Regions from separate parts of the Rattus norvegicus genome. Here region 2 is linked to region 1. A link is a contact called in public Hi-C data. All regions are on one chromosome and are shown on one strand. Each heading gives the region's core, a stretch centred on a gene start, on an enhancer-like site or on the middle of the called end of the contact. The rest is flanking DNA. Distances are from core to core; before and after follow the strand shown. Region 1 holds the start of Trpc3 (transient receptor potential cation channel, subfamily C, member 3). Region 2 holds the start of Bltp1 (bridge-like lipid transfer protein family member 1).

Region 1 (3,369 bases), core at 491-2,990:
TGGGGAGAGTGTTAAGTTCTCTTAACCTTTAAAATTAACGAACACACACTTGTTGCCTGGTGTAAAGTCAGCAGATGTGGTGATCTCGGCAATCGGGTAGTGAGCCTCCGGTGGAACCCACTCACGGACTTTGTGTAACTGACTTCAAACTTCAGAAGGGAGAGCCATAATTCCGAATCCGCCCTACTTCCACAGATAATTAAGTTCCCCATATACCAGTTATTTAAGGTAATAGAATTCCGTAAAAATCAAGAAGCTATACAAGCTCATAAACCCCAACTTCTGGGGTTTGTGGAAACATAAGGAAAAAGTAGATAATATTCCGAAACTTTGGAGGGTGGAAGTGAGCAGACAGGGATGTAATCCCAAAGGATGAGCCTTCTCTCTATTTCCTGGACCATTTCTATGGTATGCTCTTTCACCAGTTACTGACTTCCTCCCAGAGGCGTAGCTGATTTTAAATCAGGACCCTTCCTGAATGATCTGCTCCCTGTCACTCATTGCTGTTTAGGTTCCGGTCCCTACCAGCTGGTTAAATCCAGCCTGGCCTGGCCTCCACCATCCAACCTCCCCAAACCGCGGACCCGGCAAGCGGACAGACTTCTGGCAGCAGGCGGCGCTGCAGAGCCTGTCCCCCGACAGGAAAGCCACCTGCCCTCTGGCAGAGGAGCCACGACTGACACCAGGGTTCCCACGCCTGAACCCCTTCCACTCAAACACTCTTCCCGCATGTGCAGCGCTCCGCCGAGGAGAGTAGAGCAGCGCCCTCTGCATCTTTGCCTCTGGAAGCTGGCCGGGCGCTGTATTGTTGGAATGAACAGGTTCTTTTCTCAATCATTTGCTTGTTAACTACTACTTTTGCAGAGAGGAAAAGAGAAGCAAGCAGAGATGTGGCGAAGGAAAAAGTCAGAACTGGAGGGAAGGAGGGGCAGGGGAGTCACTAGCTCTGAGCTTTCTGGGACCCCATAGCCCAAGTTGACCCTAAGTGACTGTGAGAGCCGCTGCCCTGGGGTTTGGATGTGAGCACGCACGTGAGGGACGCCTTCGTCCGACTCTGCACTCCGCACCGCGCTGTGCCACGCCGAGCTCCGCTCCCTGTCCTCCACCCTGGCAAGCCGGAGAGGCGCAGAGCAGCGGCGGGTCCTGTGCACACAGTCACAGCCCACGACCTCCCAGCAGCTCCCGGTTCGAGTCCGGAGATCCTAGCCCTGGTGGCCTCGCTATCTCTCCCCGAGCCCCGCCGTCGGTGATGGTCCGCGGGCAGTGCGTGCTCATGAGCCCGGCTGGGCCCGGCTCAGCAGGACCCGGGTGCGGAGCCTGAATCCTCCTGGGAAGAGGAGAGCCGCCGCGCTTAGCTGGTCCCGATCCCGGTCCCGGTCCCACCCACCCCGCTCGGCCGCGCTCCGGTACTCACGCGTCGGGCCCCGGGGACGGCGGCGCGCGCGGGCAGGGCGGCTCCAGCCCGCCGTTGACGCCCCTCCAGCCCCGGCGGCGGCGCTGCGGCTCGGCTCCCTCGGCCTCGCCATCCTCCTCCTCCGGCGCGGGCAAGGTCACCCTCGCGGGCTCCCGGCACTTCTTGACCTTGGTGGACATAGCGGCCGAGCTCCTTGCCGCCCGCAGTCAGCAGCCCAGCCGCTCTGAGTCAAGCACCCGGGCCGCGGCGCCGGGGCCGCCCGGGCCGAGCGCGCGACCTGCAGCGGAGCTCGGGGTCCGCGGCCGCGATGCCGGCTGTGCGTGGTCTGCCGGTCCGACAGCATCGCGGCGAGACGGCGCGGTTTCCCTGCGAGGAGAGGGAGGAGGGAGGAGGGAGGAGGGAGGAGGGAGGAGGGATGGGAGGAGGGGAGACCAGTCCCTCGCAGACAGCGCTGCGCAGGAATCAGACAGACCAGCAGGTGGGGAGCTGAGAAACAGCAGAAACTTCTCTCCACCCTCCTTTCCTCCTTTTTACCAGAGATCCAGACCCCTCTTGCATCTGTAGACACAAGTGTACTAGCGAAGGGAAAGGAATCCTCCACTTGTTAGTTTTTTGTTTTTTGTTTTTTTAATGCATGCTCAGCTATTCAGATCACCAAAGCAAAGCCTTGCCTGTTCCTTGTTGTCTGGCTTAGCAGAATCCACGGGGGGGGGGGGGGGGGAGTTTAAGTGCGGTTCCTGGGTCCCTGTGCCTCACAGCGGGTCAATTTCTAAAGGTGTGGGAGGCTAATTCGAGCTCTGTATTTTTCAAGAAGCATTTTCGAGGGAGAAAATTGTAGTTGTTTTTTTTTTCTTTTTCTTTCTTTCTTTTTTTGTTCGGAGCTGGGGACCGAACCCAGGGCCTTGTGCTTGCTAGGCAAGTGCTCTACCACTGAGCTAAATCCCCAACCCCTGTTTTTTTGTTTTTTGAGACAAGGTCTCACTCTGTGGCCCAGGATGGTATGGAAGTCAGTATCTGGCACAAGCTGGTCCACACCATGCCTCACAGCAATCCTTTGGTCCCAGCCTCCCTAAATTACAGCGGCAGGTGCACATATGTGTGCTGGGGTCTGTGAGGTCAGAGGTTAAATTCTGGTATCCTTCCATAGGGTCATCTACCTTGGTTTTTGAAACAGAATCTCTCACATAGACCTCAGACTTCTGGATTAGGACAGGCTTGGTTGAGGGTCAGGAAGCCACAAATCTGTTTATCTCTACCTCCCCAGCTTGTGCCACCACAGCAGACTTTAAAGAGGGTGTGGGGACTGGAAACACCCTCTCCCCCACACACAATGATTTTTAAAACTTAAAGGAATGCACTTTAAAATTCAAGGCTGTTCAAATTTCTGGGATGATGAATGGGAATTTTTGGGACCAGAGAATCCTAGGTATCTTGTTATTTTAACCATATTTGTTTGTTCGGGAAGCTGGGAATGGAACCCAAGCCACATGCCTGTATGCCTCCATCTCTGAGTTATTCACCAGCATGGATGCCTCTTACAGATGTGGGTGCTAACAGCTTAGACAGACTGAGTGGATTGCCCCCAGGTAAGCAGGTACCAGGGAAGCTCCCCTCAGACCCAGAGTATTCAAGACGTTCTGTTACTTCAGTCACTTCAGTCGGGCAGATGGCATCTACAATGTATCCTGGAAGAATGACAGAAATAGTTTCTTCACTTCTAACACTATTTAGTGGCTGCTGTGCTTCGTGGAGAAACAGTTCTTTCTGAACTCAAGACACAAACGTACAGAACTGTGGATCCCTTTCAATTACCTCTTCAAAAGCACACAAAGCAGCCTGGATTCCTTGCACTGGCAGTAAGCAAGCGTATGTTTAAGGAAGCAATGGCACTTAGTTTGACCTCTGCTTCAGGAAGATGGAAATGAAGGAATCCCTTCATGTGTTGCCTTCATGTG
Region 2 (2,975 bases), core at 286-2,785, 160 kb after region 1:
GAAAAGTCAAAGCAGGGGAAAGGTTCAGGAGCCAGGAAGTATTGCTACACAAACTCTCTTGGCTTAATCATCTTCACAGGGTTATGGGCTGTTGGACTAGAAAGGCTCTACAATGAATAATTCATCTTGATGATGTCATCTCTTTTACACCTGTAGCTCAGGCCGGGTCTTAGTCGTGGGGATGAGAAGGAGAAACGTAAGTGTGCAGATTCTCCAGTTTCTCACTCGCTGTAGAGGAAGTCTGCAGTGAATTACACTTCTCTCCTCGACATCCTAAGATCTTCCTCTTATCTCTCGAGCAATTCAGCTTCAGTTTTGTTCTGGGGAAGCTGAATCATATCTCAGTCGCTTCTAGTTCAAAGAACTTGTGCTAAGACTTTATTTTTTAGTCTTACATTTGGCTTCACATCTGTTTAAAAGTTTATGCTCCCACCCTCTTGTGGAAATGTTGAGTGTCCTGAACTCTTAGAACCAGAGGCTTAGATATTAACATGTTGCATAGAGAACGAACTGGAAGCCATGCTGCTTGGGTTCAAATCCTAACTCTCTAAACTGACAAAGATTTCAACTTCCTGAGCCTTAGGTTTTTGATTTGTGAATTGGAAGACAAGGAGGACAAGAACATTCTTTGTAGAACTTAAGGAACATAAGGGAGTAACATAAGTCCCTCTCAACAGTTAGATTTTGCAGTTTCCATTTCCAGTTGTCTTATAAGCACATTCCACTCTGCTCCAAGCAATGTCAAATCTTTCATGCAGCCAAGATTGTCCAATGCTTTGCTTTATACAATTTGCACATCAGAAACACACAGGTCAAGTATCTCTCTGTCCTATACATCTAATTTAGGAAGTTGTTAGCCGTGCCAAATGGCATTCAGAGGGGCGAGCACAAATCATGCTCATTATTAGAATAATAAAGTATTTGGTTGATTTTACTACGTCAGAGTTTCACATGCATCTTCCGTGAGAACTCATCTCTTGTCACAGCTACCAGACTCTTCTTTTTTCTGGCTTCCTTTTCCTATGTTGATTATACTGTCTACATTACCGGGACGGTGTTTACCTCCCTACTTGGAATCTGAAACAAGGTGGATTTCAAATCAATAGTGAGCTGTATCTCTCAGACTAGGCTACGCCCTTTGGACACGGCCCGCCCCTCCGCTCAGGCCTTTTCTCTTGTCAAGCAGGATTCGCCTCTAGGGCACAGGTTCCAACTTTAGTCTCTAGTTTGGTCCAGAAGCTCAGGCCTTGCCCCTTGACCTAGGTCTCATCCCTAGGGCCTAAGCCCTGTCCCTCCGCCCAGGGCCTTCCTAGGCTCAGGCCCCGCCCTCCCCTAGGCCCCGCCCCCGGTCCAGGCGGCGCCTCTCCGTCCCTGCTCCGTGCCAGCGAGGGGCGGGGCCGACTCGGTTCTTGGGCGGGGCCAGAGTGGCGTACCCTGAGGCGCTGGCGCCCTGACGTGGTACGCTGCCGGTTGACGCAGCTGCAGTGCCGCTGGCCTCGGCTCCTGCCCCGGTTCTGCTCCTCCGCCCTATGGGCGTCCGAGGCGGCCGGCCCGAGCTGGACCTGCTGCAGGCTGAGGGTGTAGGCATCAGCGGAGGTCCGGACTAGGGTCTGCCGCGCTGTCAGGTGAGAGGAGCTCGAGAGGCTGCGCGCGGTGATGGCTGGGAGGTGGTGAGGTGGGCAGCGCCTTTCCGGGTGAGACTGGAAGGTTTGCGGGGTCGCGGCTGTGGCGCGGGCCTGGGATCGGAGGTCGGAGGTTAAGGTGGAGGCCTAGCAGGCTCTGACAGCCAAGTGCCAGGGTTGCGGGCAGGCGCGCGCCGATCTGGCGGGGTGGGCAGGGCCGGGCGCCCCGGGATGGCACGGCCCTCGTCTAGTAGGACACACCTGAGTGGACATCTGTTTGGCCAGAGGAGGGTCCGGAACGATTATCTTCCATCCGGGGAATATTAGTTGTCTTCCTTCCTCGCCCCATTGGTTATGGTGTTGACAGTGGGATGTCTGTTAAAGGGAACGAATTCTTGTAAATTTCCTCTGAGCAGTCATGGGTTCTGGAACTGAGAAAGTAGGTTTCAGGTGGTTTCGCGTTGCTGCTTTCATCTCATGCATGGAAATGAAGCATATTTAGTCTGACAAGTGTAAAAGTGGATGAATTAATCAGAATATTTGACTTAACAATGATTGCTGGGCGCTATTTTAATATGTGCTCATACAGTTTGTAACAGTGCTATTAAGTGAAATCCCCCCCCCCCCTTTGTAGCTGAGAATCTTGGAACAGAACTGTTTCAAACCTGGCTTTCTCACTTTATGGCCCGTCAGTCAATATGCCACCCCATTGCCCAAATACCTTAAGAGTTTGCAAGGCCAGTGCCCTGTGGTAAAATGTGCCAGGTGCCCAGAGTAGAAGATGAAAGGCACACTTCTTTCCAGCAGAGACTCGGTGTCAGTAGAAAAACTCTTTGCAGGCTGCCCTTTTAAGTGTGCCTTACAGGTAGACCTTCACCATTAGCATCCTGACTCCTACCTCATCGTCTCCTATGTTCCCTTTACTTATAAAGTGGCTTTGAGGTTAGTTTAGTCTTATTTGAGGTCTAGGAGTTCTTATTACAAGGAGATGTAATACTGGACCAATTCTGAAGAGTTTCCTGGTGTGTTTAAATAGTTTAATTCGAAAAGGTTACTCTTCCAACAAAGTTCGGATACCTTTTCTCTTTGGTTGACATGCTTCTCTTTACAGACTTGTTAAGATGACGCGCTGCAGAAGGACCTTCAGAAGAGGAACGATAAACAACATTGAAGATTAAAAAACTAAACAAAATAAAACAAAAAACCTTGTGTAAGTATTTTTTCCTAAGATTAAAAATAAATCTAAATTCTTATTAAAGCCCAGATAGAGAAAAGTTGATTTTAGGTTTCATTTGTGATTCAGTCCATCTGTGACCCACAAATCATTCCATCTGCATTTTGGACTGCTGATAT

Evidence for each region. A called contact is a pair of places that touch in the nucleus more often than the background predicts.
Region 2: a Hi-C map of prefrontal cortex shows a contact between it and region 1, with 2.8 times the contacts expected there. The contact joins the promoter of Bltp1 here to the promoter of Trpc3 in region 1. A contact is called at or near these places in 3 of 12 Hi-C or Micro-C datasets (Schwann cells, frontal cortex and prefrontal cortex).

The regions. Positions count from the first base shown.
Region 1 is chr2:121,474,083-121,477,451 of GRCr8, forward strand. Trpc3 (transient receptor potential cation channel, subfamily C, member 3) reads right to left here and starts at 1,741. Exons shown (of 12, transcript NM_001415005.1): 1 at 1,415-1,741. The coding sequence starts at 1,593.
Region 2 is chr2:121,634,788-121,637,762 of GRCr8, forward strand. Bltp1 (bridge-like lipid transfer protein family member 1) reads left to right here and starts at 1,536. Exons shown (of 86, transcript NM_001371241.1): 1 at 1,536-1,625; 2 at 2,734-2,832.